Linked DNA regions of Danio rerio: region 2 is linked to region 1. A link is a contact called in public HiCAR-type data. All regions are on one chromosome and are shown on one strand. The core of a region is the stretch at or near the end of the contact, and the rest is flanking DNA. Distances in the headings are between cores, read along the strand shown.

Evidence for each region. HiCAR-type assays count read pairs that join an accessible place to other places.
Region 2: a contact with region 1 is called in a HiCAR-type map of caudal fin, with 8 times the contacts expected there. The contact joins the promoter of si:dkey-12j5.1 here to the promoter of tbrg4 in region 1. A contact is called at or near these places in 2 of 18 Hi-C or Micro-C datasets (caudal fin and hematopoietic stem cells) and 2 of 4 datasets of contacts at active chromatin or transcription factors (caudal fin and embryo).

The regions. Positions count from the first base shown.
Region 1 is chr16:30,799,028-30,803,238 of GRCz12tu, forward strand. It overlaps tbrg4 (transforming growth factor beta regulator 4), which reads right to left and starts at 2,183. Exons shown (of 12, transcript XM_685771.10): 1 at 2,113-2,183; 2 at 1-346. The coding sequence starts at 273. All of the region lies in intron 1 of LOC141378207 (a long non-coding RNA gene), which reads right to left.
Region 2 is chr16:31,390,995-31,395,205 of GRCz12tu, forward strand. It overlaps si:dkey-12j5.1, which reads right to left and starts at 2,103. Exons shown (of 9, transcript XM_073926114.1): 1 at 1,960-2,103. The coding sequence starts at 2,026. mindy3 (MINDY lysine 48 deubiquitinase 3) reads left to right here and starts at 3,928. Exons shown (of 15, transcript NM_001077756.1): 1 at 3,928-4,211.

The sequences.
Region 1 (4,211 bases), core at 933-3,432:
ATCCCACAACTGAAGCACTTCGTCTGGGGTGGATGCTTTTTCCACAAGTTTGATCAGTTTTGTACGTTCATATGGAACTGTTCCCTCATCTATCTTGGCCAGTTCATTGCCCTGACAGAGATGCCGAACAGAAGGTCGGATCCAAGACAGAGTCATCAAGCACAGAGGCTCTGTATGGTGGACAGTGGAGGTCTGCAGGCGGGCAGAGGCTGTGGCAGTCCGAGGGCTGCGAGGAAACCATCGTGCCCATCTGCACAGCAGCCTGGTGGTCATTTTCAAAAGGAGACTTTCTGGATTCAACACCAATCAAAGCATTTGCACCCACATCTTCAGCTGAGCTGTGCACCTAAAAATCAATCAGGAAGAATGTATAGTACATTAAAAGAAAGTCTCAGATGAACAAAAACAAGGCCAGCTAAGAGAAAAATAACAGCAGTCATGTTATAATAATGATGCTTATATAACATGTATGTTACTGGTCAAAAGTTTGGAACTCTATCTTAAGATTTTTGTATGTGTTTGAAATAAAACAAACAAATAAAATGATAAAAACAGCAATATTGTGAAAAATACTATTTAAATTTAAAAACATTCATTAAAATCACAATGTCACAGTAGGGCTGGTGATTAATCAAAAAGCTTTATTTGTTACTGTTGTGTTACCTTGCACTATATTGATGATAACTGGAAGCTGCACCAGAGATTCCTTGAGATGGCATATTTTCCATTACATCAAAATTATTATTTACATTCATATATTTGTTTACAGAAGATGCAAGAAATGCACTGTTTAAAATATTATTTACAGTAGAGGGATTTTATTTTTATATTTTAAGATATACTGCTTATTTTCTATGTTTAATATGAAAAACACAGATTTGTTTTGTTTTGTTTTGAAAAGTTCAAGTAATTTATTTTCACTTATTTATAAGAAAAAAACTGTTGGTTTGAGGCAACTTGTTTTAATTTCAGCTGTTCAACATTTAAGTTCAATAAATAATCATAGATGTTAGATAGTGTTTCCTTAATTTATTTTAAAATCAAGTAAGGCACCCTTCATTCAAAAATCTCTCACTTGTAAAATGTGAGCACATTTACTTTACAAAACTTATCAGTGAACTGAACTATGGGGGCAAAAAAAAGTCATATTCTTTCATTAATCGTAATCAAGTTAAAATGTTCAATTAATCAAGATCTTAATTTTAGGCCAAATTGATTGAGGTAAAGTTGGTTTTATATTTGCACATTTGTTCAGTGACAACATGTGACATGCTCTCTACATTGTTTACTTTGAATATTCGTTCAGAAATTAAATTAAATTAAATTAAATTCGCCTTTATTTGTATAGCGCTATTACAATGTAGATTGTGTCCAATCACAAGTAGATATGTGAAAAATGTTGTACTTTGATAGTCATTGGCTCCTAATATGATTTCACTAATTAGAATTTGCTGACATATACTTTTCTGAAATTATATTAGCAAGGAGAAAGTCTGAATGTTTGAATATAAAACCAACTTTACCTCAATGCCAAACCGAATTATATTTTTAATACATTTTAATTCATTCACAGAAAACAGTTACATGAACTGTAAGAATCATTTCTATTACTGTTGTATTTTTTTTATCAAATAAATCGAGACTTGGTGAAATAAAGATTTCTTTCAAAAACATCAGATCTTAATGTTTCCCATCTTCTGACTGGTAACGTTAGTGTTCTTGGCCTTTTGTGTTTGTGTAATATAAACAATTCTATTATTCTGTATATTTCTATAATTGGTAGTAGTATAATAATTAATATTAATAACAGATTTATTTTTAAAACAGATCATTACTAGTATTAAACTTTAACACTTTCTAAATATACTACTTGCAAACATCTTACAAAGATCTGTCAGATATCTGCGTTTTCTAGCAGTCTGTCATGGGAAGAAGTCTATTCTGACCTTGCCGTTTTGGGCAGGCGCTGCAATAAGCTTATGAAACGGTGCTCGTTATCAACATACAATTTGAGAAACAGAGCAACCGCTGAAGCTATCCGATAAATACGTGTCATGGTAAATGCACAGGACTGCACTGTCGCTAAGGATAAAGTAATTACTGCTTGCTTACCTCGTCAAATAAGGTTTTATAAGTGGATCGACGACATTCACATGGAGGAACGATCAGTAGGAGTCGCGGAGGTTTTGCGTCAGGGAGCCGGCAACATGTGATTTACACAACGCGTCGTGATTGGTGGCCATTGGGGGGGAAAAAAAGAGGAAGGAAGAGTTGTTTTATCAACTCAACGAAGGACATAAAGGCAAGCAAAGCAGTGCACACAACATATGTTCACAACATATTGTTAAATATCAATTATACATTTCACACTGGTAGTGTTTTTTTGTGATTTGTTACACTGCATATTAGGTAATTAGGGAATTCATTATTTCATTATTCAAAATGTAAGAAATAAATAAGGATTTGTGATGGTCAAAAACAAGTTATCTGAGAAATTCCTGGAATATCAAGTGAATTAATTAATTCATTGCAAAGATATAGAAAGTCAGAAGTCAGTCGGTAACTGTAGACTGCAGAAGTCAGTCCCATGTATGCTTCAAAGAGTTAAAGGGAAAAAAAAAAAAAAAAAAAAAAAAAAAAAAAAATATATATATATATATATATATATATATATATATATATTTGTAAGAACAGTCAATGTGATGTCACTGCAATTCTTTCAAAAATGGGTCTTGCATGTCACATGAAGTCTTTTAGGTACAAATCAACCTGCCGTTAAACTTTACTTTTACTTGTATCATTATTTAAACACTCTTACCTTTGCACAGTCTTTTAGTTTTAAAGAAAAGATTTGTTATTACTAAAAATTTGCACTTAAATCTAAAGAATATATCTTGAACCTTTTCTTTTTGTTTGGATGTTTTTTTTATAACTAAACAAAAATGCATGGCTTCAATTCCTACTTTTTGACATTTTCTGACTGAAGTTGAGTCCCTGCTCAAATCTTTCCGTATGTGTAACAACAAAAAATGTGTCCGATTTTTGGTATGAAAAACTTTTGTCTAATGACTATGATTTGTCTATGATTTGATTTCTATGATAGCTTTTCTGTAATGCTCTTAATTTAATAAATGTCATACACTTTTATACAATTCTAGTTTACTTACCTTTTTTGCTTTGTTAGTCTTTTTTTTTACTCTGCAGTTAATGTAACTTGCGTTTTCCCTCTCCCATATCTATCTTTTCAAGAGTTCACACTAAGCCAATGATTGATTATAACGCATGTTTGGCATGGGTTGTTTGACAGAGTGTCTGAAGAAAGAGCGAGGAGGGATGCAGTGTGGAGGTGTGAAGAGGGATGTTTGAGGACGTGCAATTTCCGGAAAATTATCACTTGTTTGCAGGCATCAGGGCCGGATTAACCAATGGGCATTATGGGCACAGGCCCAGGGGCCCGTGTGCACTTGGGGCCCCTGCAGGGGGGGAAAATGCTGATTTTGAAGTGTCTATTTAGGCTAAGCGCAAATAGTGCACCTTGTTGGAATAAGCTGGTTAAGCGAATCACGCCCATAACCGTTTGATTAACAGAGACAACATAACTACAGAGCGCAAGAGATAGCAGTGAGAGTGGTGTAGTGCGTAAAGCGCATGGCAACATGTTTTGTCGTGATCGATCATGAACCCTGTTCGTATTCAGCGTCTGATGAACACGTTTTTCTTTTTCCCCACTACATAACAGATTTTGCCTACTCTTCCTCTCATAGAAGACAAGTAGGAATCATTAATAAGTGTGTGTATTATGGAGGGCGACGCAGTGGCGCAGTAGGTAGTGCTGTCGCCTCACAGCAAGAAGGTCGCTGGGTCACTGGGTCGCTGGTTTGAGCCTTGGCTGGGTCAGTTCAGTTGGCGTTTCCGTATGGAGTTTGCATGTTCTCCCTGCGTTTGCGTAGGTTTCCTCTGGGTGCTCCGGTTTCCACCACAGTCCACAGATATGTGGTACAGGTGAATTGGGTAGGCTAAATTGGCCGTAGTGTATGAGTGTGTGTGTGTGTGTGAATGAGTGTGTGTGGATGTTTCCCAGAGATGGGTTGCGGCTGGAGGGGCATCCGCTGCATTAAAAAGTGCTGGATAAGTTGGCGGTTCTGTCCACTGTAGTGACCCCGGATTAATAAAGGGACTAAGCCGGAAAGAAAATGAAAAAATGAATGAAT
Region 2 (4,211 bases), core at 853-3,352, 590 kb after region 1:
ATAATCTGATCTGAGATCGCTGCGTGTGTTGTGAAGGACAGATGTATCGATCCTCGAAATCATGATCAGCAATGCAACGATTGGCTGACGGCACAGCAGCGTAATGACATCATCTGATTAATATTCAATTATGCATGTGAGCAAAATTACATCAAATTAGCAGTAAACGACTTGTTAAATATGACACGCAATAACCTTCCACATTTGTTGTGAGCAGGGGTCCGTTCTTCGTACCTCGCTTAAATGATCTAAGATTATTTGGCAGATCCCGGATCTTTTAATCTTGATAACTGAACTCTCGCTAATTTGGTTCTTCAAACAAGTTCGCGAATCAGATTAGAATGTCTGGATAAACTGATCTGGGATCGCTGTGTGTGTTGTGAAGGACAGATCTATCGATCCTCGAATCCTAGATTTTTTATTGCTTTAAAAAAAGTCACATATTGTGCATTTCTATTATACACAATTTGTACTAAAGCGATCTAAAAAGTTCATATGAATAAGTTTTCTCTTTGCACCACCAGGTGGCAATCTTTGTACTTTCATTTCGAGGGTGCAGATTGCATACGTTTTATTAATATGTATAACTTAATTTATTTTATTAATGACTATAACTTTATATATATATATATATAGTTAAAAAATATGTACCATTTTCCTAAGTGTATATAACTACTACTTTAAGAAAATATCAGAATTCGGAACATACTTTCTGTATTATCTTTGCTTGAACTGAGCCAATCTAATCCTGTTTATATGAATTGAACCTGCTCCCGATCAGGTTTGACCTAGCAGAACTGTTTCTATGACAACAACTCTCGGATCAGCTTTGAAGAACAAAACGATCCTGGATCGTGTCAAATCGTCAATATCCAAATCCAGCTAACTGAGTAATCCACGTACGAAGAACGGACCCCTGCAGGCTTTCCACTTTCATGTGTCAAGTGTATTCATCATGCATTTTAATGCAAATCAATGTATTTAGTTCCACATTTAGAAAATATTTTCTTTATTGTAGTAGCCGTTTTTTAATCGGTGTAAAGAATAACTGGTTGTTTACAAAAGCGTTTTCATATTGGTAAAGGCGTCTGCAACTTTTGTGAAGCATCAAATCACTGGCATAACTATCAAAACATGTTTATGACTGCTGAAATGTATTATTGCTTTAAAAAAGTCACATATTGTGCATTTCTATTATACACAATTTGTACTAAAGCAATCTAAAAAGTTCATATCATATAAATAAATAGTGCAAAGCTGCGGCCCTCTAAGAACTGGATTTGACACCTGTGACATAGGGCATCCTTTGAGATACAGCTTCATTATAGAAAGTCAAGGTGAGAACTTCACTAATTGTAACGTTAGTCAGCTTTAGGAAAAAGTGTAATGGAAACCTTCAGAAAAAAATGCATTATGACAAAATATTATGACAACTTGTTTAGCCATTTTGCATTTAAAGACTTAAGCCATGAGCAAATGATTAAATGTTCTGGGGGCTCAAACTATTAAACAGAGACCAAAATAATCGAGTTTGATCAACATGAAATAAGCAACTGATAATGTAGGAAACAGTAGAGAATTACACATAATCATTTGCATTGATGTACAAAAGCATTTGCAACTTGTTCAATGGAATGAGAAACTGCTGTTTTGATGTGCACAAGTGACACAACGATGTGACGATTAAACAGATAGTTTTGAGAAATCTGATCTGAGTAAAGTACCAAAGCGACTGAGACAAACTGTAAATCACAGTTATCTCCACATGGCTTAAAAACAATCACGTGGACAGTGTTATGTTTACATCGAACCGTTATTGCTAAAACACGCAGCGGTGACCCTAACAGTGTCCATTCTATATCAAGAAACGTGCTTAATGTTTGACCCATTTCACATAACATGCTCTAAAGCCTTTTTTCGTTACACATTTTAACACATGGCTTTTGAAAACAGACATACCTCCGTCTGCTTTGGTGTCTTTTCTTTTGGCTTTGATTTTCTTCTTAGCTTTTGCTTGTCCACCCATTGTTAGATGATAAAATATGTATTAATCTCACTTTGTTTAGGAAGAGACTCCGCTATGTGAAGGATCGTTCACTTGTCAACGTGAAAGTACGCATGGGCTGAAACTTGAATCAGATGGAACGACTTCCTGTTGGGTCACCACATGTTTAACAAAATAAAAGTCTCAAAGAGTTTGTTGTACAGATGTTTCGTTTGACTTGATATTGAGTTAGAATGCTGTTTTTGCGAAAGCTTTAATGAAACTATTTCACATTTATTTTTGTCTTGCCAATATACTCGACTATTTTGATCAATGTTGAAGCTTTTATTGCTCGTAATATCTTAAAAACCTTTTCCTTATCTTATAAACATGTGATGTTGGGTTTTTATGTTAAGGATCGCTCTTTAAAAGATGCTGGTTTTATTATAAATTTTATTTTATTATTATGTAAATTTCACATACATAAATCCAAGTTTTCCAAAAGCAAACCTCTCTTCATGGTGTTAGAAAAAGAGATTCAAATGTATATAAAAGAGATTTCTCAAAATAGAAAAGCAATTAAAACAATTAATATATGCTCCTCCTTTAACATTTTTACATAAACTGTTTGTATATATGCATTTCCTGTAAAAAAAAAAGTGCATTACTAACTCTTGTAAATAACTAAAATTATAAAATGTGCGAAACATATTTGTATGTAATTTGATAATCATGTACCCTCTCCTCTGTTTTTTTCTCTTCTCCTTTGTTTTTTCACTTATTTCATTCTTGTTAAGAAATGTAAAGTGATTGTATTGTATTGTATAAGAAAACTGTACATGCTTGTTCTTGTTAATAAAAAAAAATGTTTCGTTTGACTTGCTTTCACAAAACTCTGAAATTCTTGTTGCATATTATTATAAAAGATTGAAAGTAAATGGAGTAAAAATTGAAAAAAATGTAAAAAAAAATTTTTTTTAATTAAATTGCGCTTTAAATCGGTTAAAATATTTGCAGAGAAATTAAAAGTGACAACTTGCTGTTGTCAGCAAGTAAAAGTGTCATTTAAATTGCACAAACAGACAGATTGCAAAAAAAAAAAAAAAACTATTAAGAAGTGTATAGCACCAAATATGGGTGTAATAATAAAAAAGGACATGAGTCAAATGTTTTTAAATGAAGTAAACAAGTCAGTTATGTGCTTGGAGAAATGGGGTAAAGGTTTTTTAAAACCATAATTGTATTAAAATAATAAAAAAATATAAAAGAAGCGAACAAAAAAACTATATATGATGATTAGATAATTACTAAATGTAACTTTTGTGAATAAACTATTTATACAAGAAAAGTATAGTACTTGCATAAATAGTTTATAAAATTAATAAAAAATTTCTAAAGCAACAGCAAAAAAGTTTTTGATTATTTTATAAACTAGGAGCATTTTATAAACGGGGATCCCTGACACATAGATGAACATATTTGGGGTCAGTAAAAACAAATTGTTTTTAATCCAGTTTGCATCATCTACTTTCAAAAAGAAAAACAGATTTTTGCTCTGACCATTTAAACACTGTGCACCTTGCAGTTTACGAAGTAACACTGGCTCCAATAAATCACTATACCCTCTATGGGAGCGCCGTCTTCGCAGTTGGTATTTTAAGAATTTATGGCAGCCTAATCTCTTTCTTATATAACATTGCTTAGCCCAGTTCACTATATTCAAGCTCAGCCTCCGTACTGTAGGCGGGCTACATCGCCGCGTTGCCATCTGATTGATGGGCAGATTAGCCAATCGAATCTCTGCCTCGCCAGGCGTCACCAGAACCTTCTCGATTTGAACCAATCTCTCACAAAAGTCGAACTTGAGGTGGAGGCACGTAGTAAATAAACTGAATGGACCACAGAGCGGTCTGCTTTACCCATAACGAGCAATTTTCATTGATTTTTTCCTATTTTTTCTAGGTGTTGTGGAGTGCAACTGACAGCCGTTGGCTACTCTTAGAATTGGCTGTCGGAGGAACGAGCTAAACGTTTGTTTTGGACGTTAGAAAACGTAGCAAGCGGTTAAAACCGTCTGCTGAGCTGCTGAGTGAGTTTCTTCACTGAGGACATACCAGGCCTGTCCAGTTAACGTTAAACGGACAGAATAGAAACCTTGAATTAAGGTACCCAGTGTCGGATAACCCACAAGACAGCATTCATTTCAGGTACAAATTGTATGAGCTGT